4 separate regions of the Mus musculus genome follow, and all the other regions are linked to region 4. A link is a contact called in public promoter capture Hi-C data. All regions are on one chromosome and are shown on one strand. The core of a region is the stretch at or near the end of the contact, and the rest is flanking DNA. Distances in the headings are between cores, read along the strand shown.

What was found. Promoter capture Hi-C pulls out the DNA fragments that hold promoters and counts their contacts.
Region 1: a contact with region 4 is called in a promoter capture Hi-C map of hippocampal neurons, with 2.6 times the contacts expected there. The contact joins the enhancer-like site here to the promoter of Psmb7 in region 4. A contact is called at or near these places in 9 of 39 promoter capture datasets (the 3T3-L1 cell line, 3T3-L1-derived adipocytes, the C10 cell line and 4 more) and 3 of 115 datasets of contacts at active chromatin or transcription factors (bone marrow-derived macrophages, large pre-B cells and stem cell-derived neural progenitor cells).
Region 2: a promoter capture Hi-C map of second pharyngeal arch cranial neural crest shows a contact between it and region 4, with 2.2 times the contacts expected there. The contact joins the enhancer-like site here to the promoter of Psmb7 in region 4. A contact is called at or near these places in 6 of 39 promoter capture datasets (HPC-7-derived erythroid cells, hematopoietic stem and progenitor cells, hippocampal neurons and 3 more) and 2 of 115 datasets of contacts at active chromatin or transcription factors (the NIH/3T3 cell line and bone marrow-derived macrophages).
Region 3: a promoter capture Hi-C map of hippocampal neurons shows a contact between it and region 4, with 4 times the contacts expected there. The contact joins the enhancer-like site here to the promoter of Psmb7 in region 4. A contact is called at or near these places in 10 of 39 promoter capture datasets (the 3T3-L1 cell line, 3T3-L1-derived adipocytes, the C10 cell line and 6 more), 1 of 484 Hi-C or Micro-C datasets (bone marrow-derived macrophages) and 3 of 115 datasets of contacts at active chromatin or transcription factors (embryonic forebrain, large pre-B cells and stem cell-derived neural progenitor cells).

The regions. Positions count from the first base shown.
Region 1 is chr2:38,011,394-38,015,554 of GRCm38.p6, forward strand. The region is part of intron 9 of Dennd1a (DENN/MADD domain containing 1A); the gene reads right to left. Among named protein-coding and RNA genes, the nearest start is that of Crb2, 240 kb to the left of the region's middle. Within about 2 kb of position 2,553, at least 59 of the 459 cell types and tissues checked have an H3K27ac peak or open chromatin away from gene starts, as enhancers often do. A contact at or near this core is called in hippocampal neurons and stem cell-derived neural progenitor cells, where this site is marked.
Region 2 is chr2:38,098,870-38,103,329 of GRCm38.p6, forward strand. The region is part of intron 5 of Dennd1a (DENN/MADD domain containing 1A); the gene reads right to left. Among named protein-coding and RNA genes, the nearest start is that of Dennd1a, 190 kb to the right of the region's middle. Within about 2 kb of position 1,557, at least 29 of the 459 cell types and tissues checked have an H3K27ac peak or open chromatin away from gene starts, as enhancers often do. A contact at or near this core is called in hippocampal neurons and second pharyngeal arch cranial neural crest, where this site is marked.
Region 3 is chr2:37,962,314-37,966,557 of GRCm38.p6, forward strand. All of the region lies in intron 11 of Dennd1a (DENN/MADD domain containing 1A), which reads right to left. Among named protein-coding and RNA genes, the nearest start is that of Crb2, 190 kb to the left of the region's middle. Within about 2 kb of position 1,343, at least 35 of the 459 cell types and tissues checked have an H3K27ac peak or open chromatin away from gene starts, as enhancers often do. A contact at or near this core is called in hippocampal neurons, where this site is marked.
Region 4 is chr2:38,641,139-38,645,442 of GRCm38.p6, forward strand. Psmb7 (proteasome (prosome, macropain) subunit, beta type 7) reads right to left here and starts at 2,768. Exons shown (of 8, transcript NM_011187.1): 1 at 2,703-2,768; 2 at 2,220-2,313; 3 at 1,040-1,137. The coding sequence starts at 2,764.

The sequences.
Region 1 (4,161 bases), core at 1,303-3,802, 630 kb before region 4:
GGAGACACAAAACCTTCATGTTGTTATGATTACTCTTTGTGGCTTGAGGATTTCACTGTCACCACCATCAGTCATACACACAGAGCATGCAAAATGTTCCAGGATCTCTACCACCTTCTTTGACTCTGAAAGTTAGGTCATAGGTCACTGCCTACAAAGATGACATTCAGTGACAAGTGGCATTCATAGAATGAATAGTGTATAATCAGTGCTGGGTTATGGTTTTACCTCTTCTATGATCATGAACCCTTATCAGTCCCACTTTTAGAGTAAGAAGCAGAGAGATGTCAGAGGTCAATTTGCCCATGGCCAAGTGGCTAAAAATGGCGTAAGGGGATTAAATATATGGCAGAGACAGGCAGTGTCAGAACATAATGACCCTGACTTAAAGTCTGATTCTCTCTCCTCCAACCCTGCTGTCCTTTTTCGTAGGAAGATTCTACCCACAGGACTGTCTGAGGCACCTAGCTGGGAGATTCAGTAGCCAACAAGCTAGGAGAAAAGCAAACCTGTGATTTTCTCTTATGTTTGTACAAATCCTTGTGTGCATGGCCTGGTCTCCCAGCACTCCAAAGTGACCATATATGCCACTTTCAAAATCATCAGAGGAAATGATAAATCCTCGTCCAACTAACATAGTACAAAGTGCTTCAGTGTTGCTTCCTTAACAAATGCCTTTGAGATGTGTGCCAAAGTGGGCCCCATTTAGAGATTTTCAAACATATTAAGAGGGAAGTAATTTTAATATTGCCCATTTGTGTTTCTTGGGTAGAGGTATGAGTTATAAGTCATAAGAAATAATCTCTTCTGCTAAAACCTAAAGAATACCCAGGGCTGGAGACATTTCAGTGGCTAAACAGATTGTTGCATAAGCTTGAACATTTGAATTTAGAGCTTTAGAACACATAAAAAAGCTGGGTGTGGTAGTACATGCTTGCAACCCAGAGCTGGGGGCTGAAGACAGGAAGATCCTGGGGCTCACTGGTCAGCCAGCCTAGTGTAAACAACTAGATTCAGGTTGAGTGATAAATTGTCTCAAAATAACAAATAGTAATAATGTAGAGAAATGATTGAGAAAAGGCATCCCAGTGTCAGGTTCTAGTTACCACATACACTTTCAGGTGAGTACAACTGTACATACACAGACACACTGCTCCCCACCCCTACCACAGAAAAAAATATATTTATTCTGCAAATTGCCCCTATTGCTCAAGTAATATAATTTTAGGTATGTTTTAACGAAGTGGCTAAAAATCCCTATCTTGCTTCTAGATCTATTTTCACCAATGCATCCTGAGTCACATGGTGGGTTGCTCTAGCCTCCACAGCACTATGAGAAGCTGGATTATGCCTAGAGATGCCCTTCTCTAGACTGGCCAAGGCCACAACCAAAACTCACAAAGAGAAGATCTCTCAAAGAACTAAGTGCTAGTCTGTCTTCACGACTGCTTTCTAAACAAACATGTACAATCTCAGTTATACAGTTCTAAGTGGAGATGAACCAGTGGTACATAACCAACAATACCAACAAATTAATATTGTTCCTGAGGGGAAGAACAGTATGCTCCATGAACCCAAATCTGGTTGCATATCAATCAATAGGGAAATCTGGAAAAACAAAATAAAACATCCTGGGTTCTTCACTAGACCTTTTGAACTGAAGTGTTTGGAGATGCTGTCTGTGAACCTGCTTTTTAAGCATGGATCCTGGGTGTTTCTAACAGTATTTGGAATTGCTTATAATCTGAATGCTCTGTCTAGTCCAAAGCAGGTGTTCAGTGTTTGTTCCAACTACAGAAGTGGCAACAGAGGAGGATAAAAATCAGTGTGGCAACTGGGGTGGGCTGAGGTTGTATTAAAGAATCACACACTCTACTGCTAACACACTATTGTATTATAGTCTCCTCGACATCACAAGGCTCTTCTTGCTCCAGTTACAGTTCAAGGTAAACAGAAGAAAACCAACTTACACATAATTAAATGAATACAGTTCAAAAAGCAGTGAATTATATTTATGTTTTAAAAACCGACATAAATAAAACATAGCAATCTTTTCTCCTGCTTCCTATCAGTGGAGGTTTCTTTCATTTACTTTGAATGGTTTTTCATATTCTCTGAGCCACGATAAAATTTTATGTAATGGAGATTAGAGAGGCTATGCTACTCGTGAGTTTGGCTGCTGAGCCTGTATTTCATGCCACTTCATTACATTTTGTTAAGGATTTCCCTCTTCACCAAAAGGATTAGCTTGCTTCTCACTTCTTTGAATACTCTTCTTAGGTTGTCAGTGTGACTAGGTTAATCTCAACCCCACCCCCTCTCTCAACATATAAAAGATGAACAAACAAAATGTTCGATTTATTTTATTTTTTAAATAGAACACTAAATTTAGTCTTAGACTTCACTGTTTGGGAAGTTTCCAGTTACAAGGTCTTGGCTTCCCTTGAGCACAGTTTGAAACAAAATAATGCAGTTTGTTCCTACGGCTGGAACATGCAGAGTGGAGTGTGCAGGCAAAGAGGCCCTGGCTCAAGTCCAGTGTTTCAAACCTCCTTAAACTGCCACTCTCTTCTTTGCTTCAAGGGCTACAGATAAGCAAACAGGATTAGTTTGTTCTCGTGCAGAACCAGGAAAGCTTTGCACATGCTGGTAAGATGCCTGGCCACCGCCTGGGCTGACACAGCCATGTTAAGGTGGAGTTCCTCCAAAAAGAAGTGAAAATTAAAGCAAATCTGAAAATGTGTCTCAGCTACAAACTGTCCTTTCTCAGGTCACCAGAGCAGATGGTGTGCACAGACAATGGACTGCTGTCTGTATGAGTGAGTATGATGGGGCAGGCAAGGTTGGGAAAGGATCCAGGACTTCTCGTGAACACTGAAACATCTACAAAGGCCAAGCTGGGGGTGTGGCGACAAGACACAATTATCACCTACCACTTGTCCAGGGCATCAGTACACAGACCCTACCCAAGTCCTACATTCTCTGGGGAAAATGTGTGTTTGTCTAGCTGAGAAGAAACGGAAAAAATAGCTTTGTGTTAGTTTTTTTCTTTTCTCTAAATGAGGTATACTAGAAAAATTTTAATTGTAAACTATAATTACATTAATGCATACTAATGTAATTATATATGGGATCTATTCATAATTACATGTGGAAACTCAACTGCATAATTGATTTGCCATCGAATAGTGCTTTCTTCACCCATCCCCTGGATAGTCTAAATAAATCCCTTAGTGAAGTAAATATGACTTTACATCAATTAGCTGGAGAGTCTGGGGTTTCGAAAGTTCTTCTAGCACCCCTAACTTATAATGGGGGCAGTTACAGTCAAGAAACAGAAAGCTGGAAGAAGTACAGCCCATGGCCCCTGAAGCCATTGTGCTGGCTCAGAGTCCTACCCCCACACTCTGATCAAGGTAGCTGGGGAGACTGGGCAGACATGAAGTCTAACAAAGCACTGACAATGGTAGAGGAAGGGGCATTGGCCAAGAGAGGGAGGTGTGCATCCCTTGTGCCAAGATTTGAGCTGGGCACATGGTGGTAGTGTGTGTGTGTGTGTGGGGGGGGGGGCTGTTGCTTATGAAATCTGAAGTGAAGAGCTTAGCTGTGTGCATGTGAAGGCAACAGCAAGCACGCACTCAGATCTATGGTCATTGGAATCAAGCCAAGAATTTTTCTGGGTGCACAAGTGTCATGAGGTACTCATGACAAGTGGAGAGTTACCAAGGAAGCAGTATGAGGTAGCCAGAGGGTCTTGTTCCCAAAAGAAGTGGTTTTTAATTTTATCTCTTCAGCTCATCTTATACAAGGCATTTCAACTTTTTGGTTGTTAGTATTTTTATGTACAAAAGGGTAATGAAACCAAGTTGCTCCTGGGGTTGTTACAAAAACTAATGGGAATATGATAATCACAGATGCCATAGACATACACACATGCAAATATACCTGTGGACATATGAGTATGCACAAGAATGTATGTTACATAGCACTTCATACACTGAATATATGGCTCAGAAAGGTTAATGTAAAAGTATCTTAAGAAAGGCCAAGGGTTTGCTTTACGAAATACTGAGTGTGTGGGTCTACATGAAGGTGATGTAGACATTTATTCTGGAGATATCATCTCTGACCTTCTCTAGTAGTCCCTGAGCTATACAAACC
Region 2 (4,460 bases), core at 307-2,806, 540 kb before region 4:
GCTCAAGGTAGAATGCAGGCAACAGTTACTGACCTGATGATTTGCCATTCCTGATAAACAGACTATTATCTAACATCAAATCTACTCTAGTATGACCTTTGCTTCTGGTCAAAATACTAAGAAAATTCCAGGTTTTCCTTAGTTCATTATTCTTAAAGGCACTGGACTAGTCTAGGCTTTGTATTCTTAGCACTTGGTACCCACTCCCATTTTTTAGAGTCAATTGGGCTCTTCTAATTAACCTGCATTTCTCATCTTAGCCCTCAGATATAATTCAGCCACACTATAAAACGAGCCCCATTCATCAAGACAGACCAAAAGAGGGAGGATCCAAGAGTGCACACCTGTGGAATATCTAATCAACCTCTAAACTAGCACACCTAAATTTCCTAATGAGCCTGAAGTAGGAATTTCACTCTTTAATGGCACTGAAAAGCAAACAGTGTGTGCTCAATGTGGCTGGCTCCAGGCCAAATGTGACTTCAACTCTGATACAAAGAGTCAACCACCAGGCATGATCAGGGAGGAGGAGTAGGGAGGAAAGGGTGGACAGGGAGGAGAAGCAGGGAAGAAGGGGGAACACAAAATCATAAAACAGAAAAACAAAAACAAAACAAAACCAAGAACATCTCCCAAGCTTCCTTCCAAGAGGCTGGGTTTATTCAAAACAAAAGGGAGGCTACAGACTGGAGAGGGGCGGAGGGGGGCAGCATGGACTTGAGGACTGAGTAGCAGAGCTCCCAAGGCTGCAGAGCCTGTGCTTCGGTGCTCAGAATCTGGATCCTATTCTCTTAGAGAGCAGGTAGTACTCTACCAGGAGAGGTACAGTTTGCTCTTTCCTCTAAAGGACAGTCTAACAACTAAAAGCCTGAGGAGAACAACAATAACCCGCCCCCCAACAACCAAACAGCAGATAAACAGAGATCATCCCCAAGGCCTTTGACAAAACTGTCAAAACCCAAACTTGAAATTCAGATTTTGACTAGTATTTTCAATGGGTTTTTAATAATTTAGAAGCATAAAATTAGCTTTATAGATTACCATTTAAAATGGCTGGAAAAAAAAAAAGCTAGGAACAAATCCATCTTCAGGAAATTCTTACGGAAGTCACAATTTCAACCCACTTTTACTTTTACCATCAAACATACCTGCCATTGCAGGACCTCTCAGTACAAGACACCAATTATGCCATAAGCCTAATTGTCAAAGCTTCAGCTAGAACTGAAAATTTAGAAGTTGAATATGAAACACTCTTGTGACCCTCATTATATTCTTGTTCAAAATCTTCACTATCAGTAGTGTAATTGTGAGTTAAATGCTAACATTCAGTGATATTCACAGACAGATTTTACAAAGCCTTTTAAAATGCTTGAAAGCTTTAAAGCCCAGGTCTCTGATGTGACAATGCTTTGCAAACTGACCTGGGGAAAAAAAGTCTGCTTCTCTCCAGCATGCAAAGGCAGCTTCCTAGACCACAGGCTCTACAGTGTGCTTTGGAAGTGGTTCAGCATCGCTCTCCTCATAACTCAAATCCTGGTTTGTGTCTGTCTTTATAGGTCATTGTTGGCCAGATGGAAAATATTAAGGGAAAGATATTGCAACTGAAACAGCAGGCTGTAGTAGTGCGCGGTCGCAAGGCCCCAGTTAAGCACAAGCAGATCTGCAGGTGGGCTGTTCCCTGCCACAAACCAGCTCTGGTGCATCCTCTGCTCAGCAGCAGGAGGGCCTGGCCAGCTGAGAGCCACCACTGTGCCAAACAGACTGTGCGGGGTCTCACTGCTCGGATGCTTCCAGAGAAAGAAGGAGAATCGATGGGTTCCTTTGTAAACAACTTGTGCTTTTAGGCTGTGGCCAACTTCAAAGGGGGAATAACTTAATCCAGTCACAAATTATGCCATGTACATCTTCAGGTTGATTTTTTTACTTGAGCAATTATGTGATCGCTTAAAACTGGTTTCTTGCAGGTAAATGACAAATAACAAAAGGAAAGTTAGGCAGGGCATTTAGCAAGCAGGAAATACTGTACAGCCAAATGTAGTTGCTATTTTTTGCTTAAACTAATTTTCAGCAAAATTTGATTTCTTATATTTTTGGTTGTGAGCCTAGCCTTTAATAACTGATCCATCTCTCCAGCCCAAAATCTGATTTCTTATGAGTGAATGCAGACTTCAACTTCAAAGTTTGCGCTGTGGTACAATGTTCCTTCATGAGTCCATCTCTGTATATGAGGCCTGGCTCAAGTGTGGCCCATCCACACATATTTGTGCAATAAAAACTTCAAGTTGTTACTAATGACTAGTCTTTATCAGTGGCTTAGTTCTTGTTTTGAAATGATATAGGGTAGCTGCTATCATCAGGAATCCCATTACACAAAGAGCCAAGACAGCTCAGTAGTAACTTACCTAAAATTAAATCTAAATCTGAAGAAGCTCACAGAATCTATGTGCCTGTCTCTATCTTATGAACATGAAGGAATAATGATAGCAGAAGGAAGAGCCTCTGGCTTTGGCAATTACCCAGGTACAAGCACTCAAGATAGGCAGTAATAAATTTGTGCCCAACAGCCAATAAGGAATATCAAAAAAAAAAAAAAATAGAGAGCAAGTGAAGAGATTTTAAGATTTACTTGTTTTATGTATAAATGTTTTACCTGCATATTTGTGTGTGTGTGTGTGTGTGTGCGCGCAATTTATAAATACAGTATCTGTTCTGTGTGTGTTCACAGACAAGAATGCTTGTGTGCATTCTGTGCAAATGGTAGAAATCAGAAGAAACCATCATATTCCCTGGAACTGGCTACTGGTACTTGTAAGCTGGTGCTGGGAAACTGAACCCAGGTCCTCCACAAGAGAAACAAGTGCTCTTAACCAATAAGCCATCTCTCCAGGTCCCACAATATAGATTATCCAGAGAGACCATAGAAACAGACCTTTGAAAACACTTAGTGCCTGTAAAACTTTATAAGGACATTCAAAGCAATTTTGAGGAGACAGCTCCAAGAAATTTTTACAGATTTGAAAATGTATTTCATCACCCCACCCCCACCCCCCAAAATGTTCCATGAGCTAATAAAGTTGGAAACAGTCTTAGAGGACAAAATAAAAAGGTCCAGGGATCAGCACTGAGGATCTGTGTTCAAGTCCTGCCAACAGAGCAGCCACAGAACCTCAGATCACTGAACTCTGCATTGTCATCTGTCATTTACCCAGTTGTCACAAGAACTGAGTAGGATGGTGAATGCTAAAAGTATTAGGCATGCTGTGCTCCAAGTGAGTGAGGTACACAGCAATAAAATACAGATGGGCTGGTACAAAACCACTGGAGGGAATCTAATGAGGGTAACAGCTGCTCTTATTTTTCCCAAAACTTCTTAGTTATTTGATTGTCTAAAGTTAAAAGCAGAAAACATTGAAGTTCCTTGCATGTTTATGATGCAACTTCGTTTCTATCAAATAGAAGTTAATTTTAATTCGTAGTTCAGGCTAGATTTTTAGAAGAGAAACTGAATGTCATTCCCATACACAAAGGAAAAGAAAGCAGTGCTGAGGCCCTGACACCAGTGAAGGAAGGAGGAAAGCACAGGCTTTCTGACCAGCTCCTGCCCAGACAAGATTTCACATCTACCGGGCTGCATCCTTTGAAGCTGTTTGCTTTTGACATCATAATTACAAAATGGTGCAAGGGCTGTGAGATCACAAACAGATGATGACTCAAAGAAGAACAAACATCAAGAAACAATCTTTTTCTTGCCAAAGACCTTCCAAATGATAGGAGAAAAACACCATCAGGGGAAAAAAATTGCAAAGGTAGAACAAAACACAATGAAAACTCAGCATTCAGGTTCTCAATTATATGATTTACACTGGCAAGCCAAAGAAAATGCAAAGAACTAGGAAAGAAACCTTGCTATAAATCTAACAAAACAGGTGTACACCAAAACCCACAAACACTAAAGAAAGAATCAAAGAACACATGGGCAGATGTACTATGTATGCTCTTAGAAGAGGAAGACTGAAAAACCGGTACAACAACTTTCTCCAGTTGATGTATACATTTATCCCAATATCAATCTAGATGCCTCCAGGATAGAAGTAGAAGAGAAAAAATATTTATAGAAAGCAAAAGAACTAGATGACAGTTTTGAAAAAATCCTGCTAGAAAACTCATGCTATCTGATTTCAAGACTTGTTATAAGCCCTGCTAATCTGTCTGATAGTGATAGACACAAAGGATCATGGAATAGGAAGGCCCTGAAACAGACTTCCACAGAGTCAATTTCCAAAAGTGCAAAGATTATTTAAGAGAGGAATCTTTTCAAGTAGAGTGTGTGTGTGTGTGTGTGAGAGAGAGAGACAGAGAGAGAGAGAGAGAGAGAGAGAGAGAGAGAGAGAGAGAGAGTTATTCTCCCATGTGTATATGTGGGGGAGAAGAATAACTCAACTTATACTTCATACATCTTT
Region 3 (4,244 bases), core at 93-2,592, 680 kb before region 4:
GAGCCTATGCATCATCTTGCAAGCATCTACTAAGTACTTTCCATTGGTGGAGAACCAGAGAGGTTCAACAAGATGTATTTCCTCTCTCTTCTGAAGCCCACGGTTCTATTAACTGCTGCTTTATTCGAAGGCTGGGTGCAAATGAGAAGATGTTAATAACACAGCTGCTGAGCGCTGTGTAGAACTGTGACTTAGCAAGCACAGGCCCTGTTTGCAGAGGAGCACACTGAGACTCACAGAGGACTTCAGGACTTAGCAACCTTATCATAAGGAAGTTACAGGAAGGTCAACCACAATCATCTCGGCCACTAAAGACATACACATTTCAGAGTTCACAAATGCCTGCTCCACTGGTGTTTTCTTTTCCATTAGAAGGTGGAAGGAGTGATGTTACCACTCATTTCAGAGATAAGAAAGGGAGGCTCCATGAAGTGACAAAGCTTGTTTACAGTGGCACATCTGACTGAGTGGCTTTATCTGTGAAACTAGAATATATGTGCCCCTCACTTCTTACCAGTCCCCTCTAGACAAATGGTTCTCAACTGTCCTAGTGCTGTGACTCTTCATGTTGTGGTGACCCCAACCATATGATTATTTTTGTTGCTACTTCATAACTGTAACTTTGCTACTGTTATGAATCTTAATATAAATATTTTTTTGAAGATAGAAGTTTGCCAAAGTGGTCATGACCCACAGACTGAGAAACACTGTTCTAGGCTGTTATAAAGAGCAGAGTTCATACATGCCCTGGGTTAGGCACTCAGGAGGTCTTATACATGGCAGTTATTACTTTGTAATGTGTTGACAGAAGAGCTGTAGCCTATTGGAAGCAACATCTTGGCTCTTACTTCAAAGGCTGATGATTATCATCAGAGGTAGGATCAGAGAGCATAGATGAGGGACACCAGGCTGCAGGTACTGAACTGAGGACCACTATACCCCAGTATCTCTTGCCTTGCCTCATCTGACCCTCCCAATAGCTCCAAACAGAAGGGGCAGGAGGCAATGGCCACTGGAGAGCAGTCCTGGGCTTAAAGGTTCTGTGAGTGGGTGTTGAGAGTGGGTCAGAATTGGGCCTTCTCTCTGTGTTCCCAGAGCTGCCTCAGCAGCACAGATCAGCCCTTGTAGGCTCTATGAGGCTGGGCTGGAACAGGCTTTTGATTTCCTTCCACTCCTGGCTGGAGGACTTGCCGGTTAAGCTGTGTGGAGTGTTTACTTTTTCAACAATGGCTGCAGGCTGAAGAAGAGGAAAAACCCTGGCCTCCTTTCTTGACTTAGCAGGCCAGGGTCCCCTTAGTAACCGAATTGTCTCCAGCACTGGGCTCCAGGCAGGAGCTGGGTCGGCAGTTTCCTCTCATGGGACAATGCTGCCCTGCCGGTGGCAAGGCCTCTTCTAAAGGGGCTGGCATGGGCTCAAGGGGCTTCCTGAAGCTCATAGTTCCCAAGGAAAGAATCACAGGCATCTTGGCTAGAGGATGCTCTCTCCTGAAAGGCTGTGGTTGCGAGTGTTGGTGGAGAAGGATGGTTCCTGAGTGTGTTAGCTCACTTCTCTTCAACATCATGCTGGCAAGAGCCTATTATCTTCAAGGCAAAGGTGGAGGCTCAGAGACAAAGCAAACTGCCTAATGCCACATAGCTAGGGAGGATAGCAGTCCTGGTTGTGGTTAGTCTAACTCTAACACTTTTCTGAAGAGAGCAGATTCATGGATCCAGAATCCCAGGATTCATACTGAGCACCTTTACATGTGGGCAGTCACAGCTGATTCTCTGGGCCTGCTTTCTGTTGTGCGAAACCAGACTTGCCTTTTGTAATATAAAAATTACATATGCTTCCTCTACAGAAAGCCGGAGCTTACCATTTGGAGCCATCACTCTAAACTATTCCCTTTTGCGTTTCTTCTTTCTACCTCTGCTCTAAATCCTTTGCACTGCGTCGCCCCCCCCCCCCACGCCCCCCTTGGTTTTTCATGTTGATTACAGCATAAGCAATACTCCACTTCATTAAAAGCTAAGTGACAGTTACTAATTGCTCCAGAGTGTTCTGCTACATGGAAGCAAACTCAACCAAGGCCACTTGGCTGAAAATTACCTCAAGTGTTTAAGACATTAATATATATCACATGGTCATAAAGTCTGAAGGCTGGAAGTTCTGTGTTTCAGGACAGATTCCTAGAAGTGGATTTTAGTTCCCATTCCTTAAGAAGTGTCCCTGGTGAATTCAACTTGGAGAGATATCTTTTCTTCTAATTATTTTAAAGCCATTTTATCCACAGCTTGTGTTTCCTACTCTAAGTGAAGAAAAATCAGCAAAGACATGAGCAGATGTCAAAATAGTCCTCCAAAAATTCTTCCCAATTAGAACACTTACGAGTACCGCAGCACACCGAGACAGCTCTCCGGTAGCTTGTCCCACCAACACATTCCCTCTCTTTTTAGTTACAGCATATGCCAAGGCTCCTGCCAGCTGCAAACCCTTCCCCCACCAGACTCCATAGGCTTCTCCTCAGAATGGGAAGAAGGGGGAAAAAGCAACAACAACAAAAACCCTCAAATAACATTGATGTACATTGTCCAAATGACATTTTTTTAAAATCTAGAAACACAAAAACAGCAGCACTCCATCATATTATTCATTAAAATATTAAGATGTCTTTCCTGTGTACTTTTGTCACAGTCTTAGCTTGACCCCTTTCTTTGGGCCAGGCAAGGGACAACTTACAGCACATGAGAAGCTCACGAGTAGCCAAGAGGACACCAGTTTTCTCAGAGTCACCTTTAGCACTGTACTAGACAGAACATTACAAATCTTCCAGGTTCCCAGTTAGGAAAAGAGAACAGGACAATACTAGCTGTATGCTCATTGTGCTGTTTAATTTTATGTCAATTCAACACAAGCCAGAGTCACTGGATAGGGAGGGAACCTTAATTAAGTAATGCCTTCATGTTGGGTGATGGTGGTGGTAGTGACTGCATTTAATCCCAGCACCCAGGAAGCAGAGACAGGTGGATTTCTGTGAGTTTGATGCCAGCCTGGGCTACAGTGCTAGTTCCAGGACATACAAAAAACCCTGTCTCAAAAAACAAAAAACAAAACAAAACAACAACAACAACAACAAAAACAGAAACCGAATCAAACCGAACCAAAACAAACAAATGAAATGCTCTTCATAAGATCAGGCAGGCAAGCCTGTTTAAGGCATTTTCTTATTTAGTGATTGATGGGGGAGGGCCCAGTCCATTGTGGGTGGCACCACTGCTGGGCTGGTCATCCTGAGTGTCATAAGAAAGCAGGCTGAGTAAGCCATAAAAACAAGCCAGTAAGCAGCACCCTTCCACAGCTTCAGCATCAGCTCCTGCCTCCAGGTTCCGACTTGCTTGAGTACCTGTTCTGACTTTCTTTAATAGTAGACTATGATCTAGAAGTGTAAGCTGAAGAGACCCTCCCTTCTTCAACTTACTTTTTAGTCATAGTGTTTTGTTGCAGCAACAGAAACCCTGATTAAGAAACTCATTGTGGGGTTGGTGAGATGGCTCAGCAGATAAGAGGGCTGACTGCTCTTCCAAAGATCCTGAGTTCAAATCCCAGCAACCACATGGTGGCTCACATCCATCTGTAACAAAATTTGATGCTCTCTTCTGGAGTGTCTGAAGACAGCTACAGTGTATTTACATATAATAAAAATAAATCTTTAAAAAAAAAAAAAGAAAGAAAAGTGAATTTAGTGTTTTGTGTTTTTTTTTTTTTTTTTTTTTTAAAAAAAAGGAAAGAAAGAAACTCATAGTGGTATTTAGAGATGCTGATGTCTGGTAAAGAGTTTGCATGATTTCCAGAACTTGATGACTCTGGGCTCAGGGACTCTGAGAGCCTGCTGCATAGTGCTGTTATTAGGACCTAGCTTCCCACAATCAGAACAACACACTGATCTAGGTTTACCTATATAGTACTAACTCACTGATCCTCTGCCCTGTCTCTGGGTTTCCTACTTTAGTTTCTACCCCAGTATTTGGCCCACAAGCAGGCAATTCTTAAATGAGTGAATGAATAAATGAATGAAGGTGGGGGATGGGAGAGAGAAGGCTCAGAACCCATAGGTGAGCAGCACAGATTGCACATCTAGTCTGCTGAGTTCTATCTAACCACACCAGCTATACCAACCTGGCCAAGTCAATCTTCCTGTGCCTTCCTGTTTTTCTTTCTTCTGGGTTCACATAAAGACACTATCCTATCAGCTTGCTATGAATAT
Region 4 (4,304 bases), core at 1,518-4,017:
TATGCTTGAGCATGAATCTGGGAACCCAGGACGTGCTCTCTTCCCCTGGGAAGGATGCTTCTAACTAGAGCCACTGGCATAAGCGAAGGAGAAACAGCTCATACTTAAGAGGAACAGGAATAAGAACAGAGAGAAAGAAAGTGGAACACAGGCTGCCTGAGGGGTCGTACAAGGTCTCAAATACCACACCAGAGTTTCAATTTTACCTTCTAGGTAGTAATATAGAAACACAATGTCTCTCAAAAAGCTTTTAAAGAGGAAAGGGGCATGACTGGCTCTGTGTTATACAGAGGAAGTATGGCAGAAGAGTGAACATTAGTAAAGAAACCAGAAGCAGACAAATTCTAAAAGATAGTCTCTGACCCTCACATGCTTTCGTGGCACAAGTGTGTGACACATACACACACAAACACACATGCTGTAAAGACAAGCAAAAAGGAACTAACTGCTTTGTTCTCCATCTTCCCATGCCTACTGTACCTCTGTTATTTTATGGTATATTATAATTTTCTCTTCCATTTTTCCTTTACTCACTTCTGAAATAATAAATCAAGCCTGTCTAGCTAAAACATTCAGCTGAGAAAAAAAAAAGAACCCAAATGAAGGTCACAGCAGAGAAGAAACCAGGAGGGAAGGGACTCAAGAGGCATATGGGAAGCAGAACTTTCGACCAACTCAAAAAGACTAAGGCAATAGGAGGACTCCACCATGAGGAGTACAGGTGACAAGTTATGTCTTAAGCTATTTGTTTGACACAGAGTCTCATTTACCCTAGATTAGCCTCAAATTCACTATATAGCCTTGACCTTGAACTCCTGACCTTCCTGCTTCCACCTCCCCAGTGCTGAAATCACAGGCCTCACCACCACTCCCATCTCCTGCAGTGATGATGACATACATCCCAGCCCAAAACACCTCTAAGAGAGCTAAAAAAACAGTCTCAACAGCAAGCAGGTTGCAGAGAGGATATGGTAATGGTCCATTTTTAGTCCCAACATGCCAGAAGATTTCAGAGTAGTTCAAATTCAACAATACTTACTAAATATTAGGAGATATGAAGTGAATTTTTGAACAGTTTTTGTCAGCAACAACCATCCCTTCAGTTGCTCTCGTGTCTGCTCCAAGAACTATGCCATCCTATTTTTTAGAGAAAAAAGGTTTTCAACAATTTATATACATAAGATAGTATTTAAGAAAAACAATGTTGGCCATTCTCTGCTCCCAGAATTCCATATCCCCAGTCAAAATTCCTACCAAAACTATTGTCCTACATTATTAGTACATCCTTAATAAATGTCAATGGCTAATTCTTGAGGTGATTAAGACTCATTTCCATCTTCAATCAAGGCGCAACGATTCAGTAAATTCCTTTTAAATCACAGAGCTAAACTGGAAAGAAAAAATGTGGAATGAAGACCCACAATCTTTCCAACAAAATATTTCCAACAAAATAGGTCAGCAAGTACAATACACTAGTCGGGCAAGCCTGGAAAACTGAATTCCATTGTAAGAAGCCACATGAAGCTCAGAATGGACTCCACCAAGTTGTTCTCTGACCTCTACACTTGTCCCATAGCATATGTACAAGCACATACACAGAGAAAATTTAGGAAACAGTCACCTCTATTAGTTTTTGAAATGTGACTCTCTTCACCCCACTAACAACATTAATCGCTAGCCTTTATTATCTTTACAGTTTATTTCAGGATTTATCTCCATTTGATGGATAGAGATTTAACTCTGTAAAAAAAAAAAAAAAAGGCTGAGGGCAGAGTGGCTCTCCCAACGTTGTGGAGGCAGAAGCAGGTAAATTTCTAGTTTAAAGCAGCCTGATCTACAACAATCGGGGCTATATAATGAGACCCTGTCTCAAAGGGGGGGGGGGGGGGGGGGACTAAACTGCCCAAGTAGTTCACTAGAAACAGTATGGAAGCATTAAACATCTAAACAAACCAATTAATCCCAAATTCTGTGCTTTCCCATTGTAGCATCCTGCTTCCTAGAGTACCTTAGGAAAAGCCAAATTGCCCTCATGTGTAAAACTTCAAAATGAGTAAATACAAACTATTTAACATGTAAAACCTCTTGATCAAGGCATTCCCTAATAAAAGCCGATTCTCATGATGCACTCTGACAGTTCTAGCTGGAAGCTTGAGTCCAAGTGGTCTAACTACGGTTAATAGGTCAGTTACCGCTACGGTCGGCCTGTCTAGGCTTACCTTATACACCACCCCCGCGATGGTAGTGCCAGTTTTCCGAGCTTTCGGGAGCTTGAACCCCTTTTTTGCGAAATCCGCTTCCAAGACAGCATTCCTAAGGGAAGGCACAGAAATCAAGTGTTAGAGGACAAGACCACTGGCGAGAAGAGTGGGTGCTTAGGAAGGAACTCAATTTTCTTCCACCCCAGTGTGATCACTGGATTCTCCCATTATTAGCACCATCGGCGAGGAATTACAGATCGGGGCGGTGACCCAATCCCTCCAAAGCCACAGGAAAGTCCAAATCCTTACACACTGGCAAGGGGAGAGGGCCGCGCCGGCCTCAGAAGCAGCCCGCGCTGGGGCCCGATTCCCTGAGTCACACGGCCGCGGGCACCATCCCCACGCTCGCCTCACGCCCCCGACCCCGGCCGCAGCCCAGTTCCGATCCGGCGTACAGAGTTCCCACTCGGGTCCCGATCGCGCCCCCGGGCATGAACACACCTGCGACAATTATCAAAAGAAAAGCCTCCGACCGGTGGCTGAAACACCGACACAGCCGCCATCTTGCCAAGAAAGTGTTTCCGGGCCGAGGGCGGAGCGACAAAAAAAGAACTTAGCACTTCCGGCGCCGCGAGAGACCGGGACGAGAGGGCGGGGCAAACTTCGAACTGGCGCTCTTGGACATAGAGTTCTTGAGTTCTCACTTCCTAGAGAGGCTTGGGTCTTTGAAGTAGTTTTGCCTCAAGTCCTGGGAAGGGGAAACTGACGATCAGCCGAAGGGATGGAATTTGTTAAATCAGATAATAAAATTCCCCCAATAACCAAATCTCCTGACGCTCAGACCAGATCTGTTTCTGCGGTTAAACTAGAATCCGGCGTGTATCAGGGACATCCACACACCCCAGGTCCAGGCAAAGCCGCTGAGCAAATCCCTTTCAACTCCCTTATTTCCTACTGTTAGTGTGTAACGGAGCTTTCACCTTCCTCAGAAAGGCAAACAGACACATGGAAAGACGTTTCGTGCCCTGAGTCACGAGGACAAGGCAACCCCAAGCCCCCAGTGAGACACTGCTTTGGACCCACTACAATGACTGGAGTTGGACAGAGAAAAACTCTCTGTGACAGGTGGGAATATAAAACGGTCATCTGCTCCGGAAAACGAACTGGATCTTAAACCAAAATTATCACTGTCATACCTACCCAGAAGAACTGGAAAGCTAAGTTCACAGATGCTTCTAGGCAAATGAGCATAGCAACCAGGTACCTAACAGGCAAATCGGGAAACAACACAAATGCCCATTGACGGATGAATGAGTAAACAAAATGTGGAATATCAGCACAGTGAAACAGTATTAGGCCGTAAAAGGGAAGGGAATGTGATACCTACTAAATCAGGGGTGACCCTGGAAAACAATTTGCTAAATATAAAGAGACTAGGCATGGAGAAGAAGAACCACATTGTATAATTACATTCACATGTGATATACTATACATTCATGTGGTAATCATGTTCACATGCCTGTGGGTACATGTGGGTGTATGGTTAATGTTGGGAGTCCTCCACCACTCTCCACTTTACTCTTTCAGTCATCTTCCCTCTGGGCCATCTCCCCAGCCTTAGAGAGTTCCATTTGTATGAAGTATCTCAAAATAGGCAAATCTGCAGAAGCATAAAGTGAATCAGTAGTTGTTAAGGCTGAAGGAGAGGCACTGGATTGTTTATGGGCACAGAATTCATAATGTTACCCAGCACTATGAGTGCAGTGTTATGTAATTTTAAGAAAATCTTCTACTGATGGAAATGTGAGGCTTGCTGCGGAAGTCAGGAAAATATTTTTAAACTTATTTAGGCAATAAGTGACACCCTCCATGACTGTGAAATGAATTCATTTACAAATATTTATTAAGCACCTACTATGTCCTATTATGATTGTAGCTGAAGACAGACGGATGGATAGATAAATGAATGAATGAATGAATAACATCCTAAGGATCTAGAACCAGTGTCTCAACCATATTTTTAGTAAATGTTCACTAAAAATTAAGTTCCATCTGATTGCATCTCTGGGTCTTTTGAAATAAAGAAAATAAGTTCTAATTTTG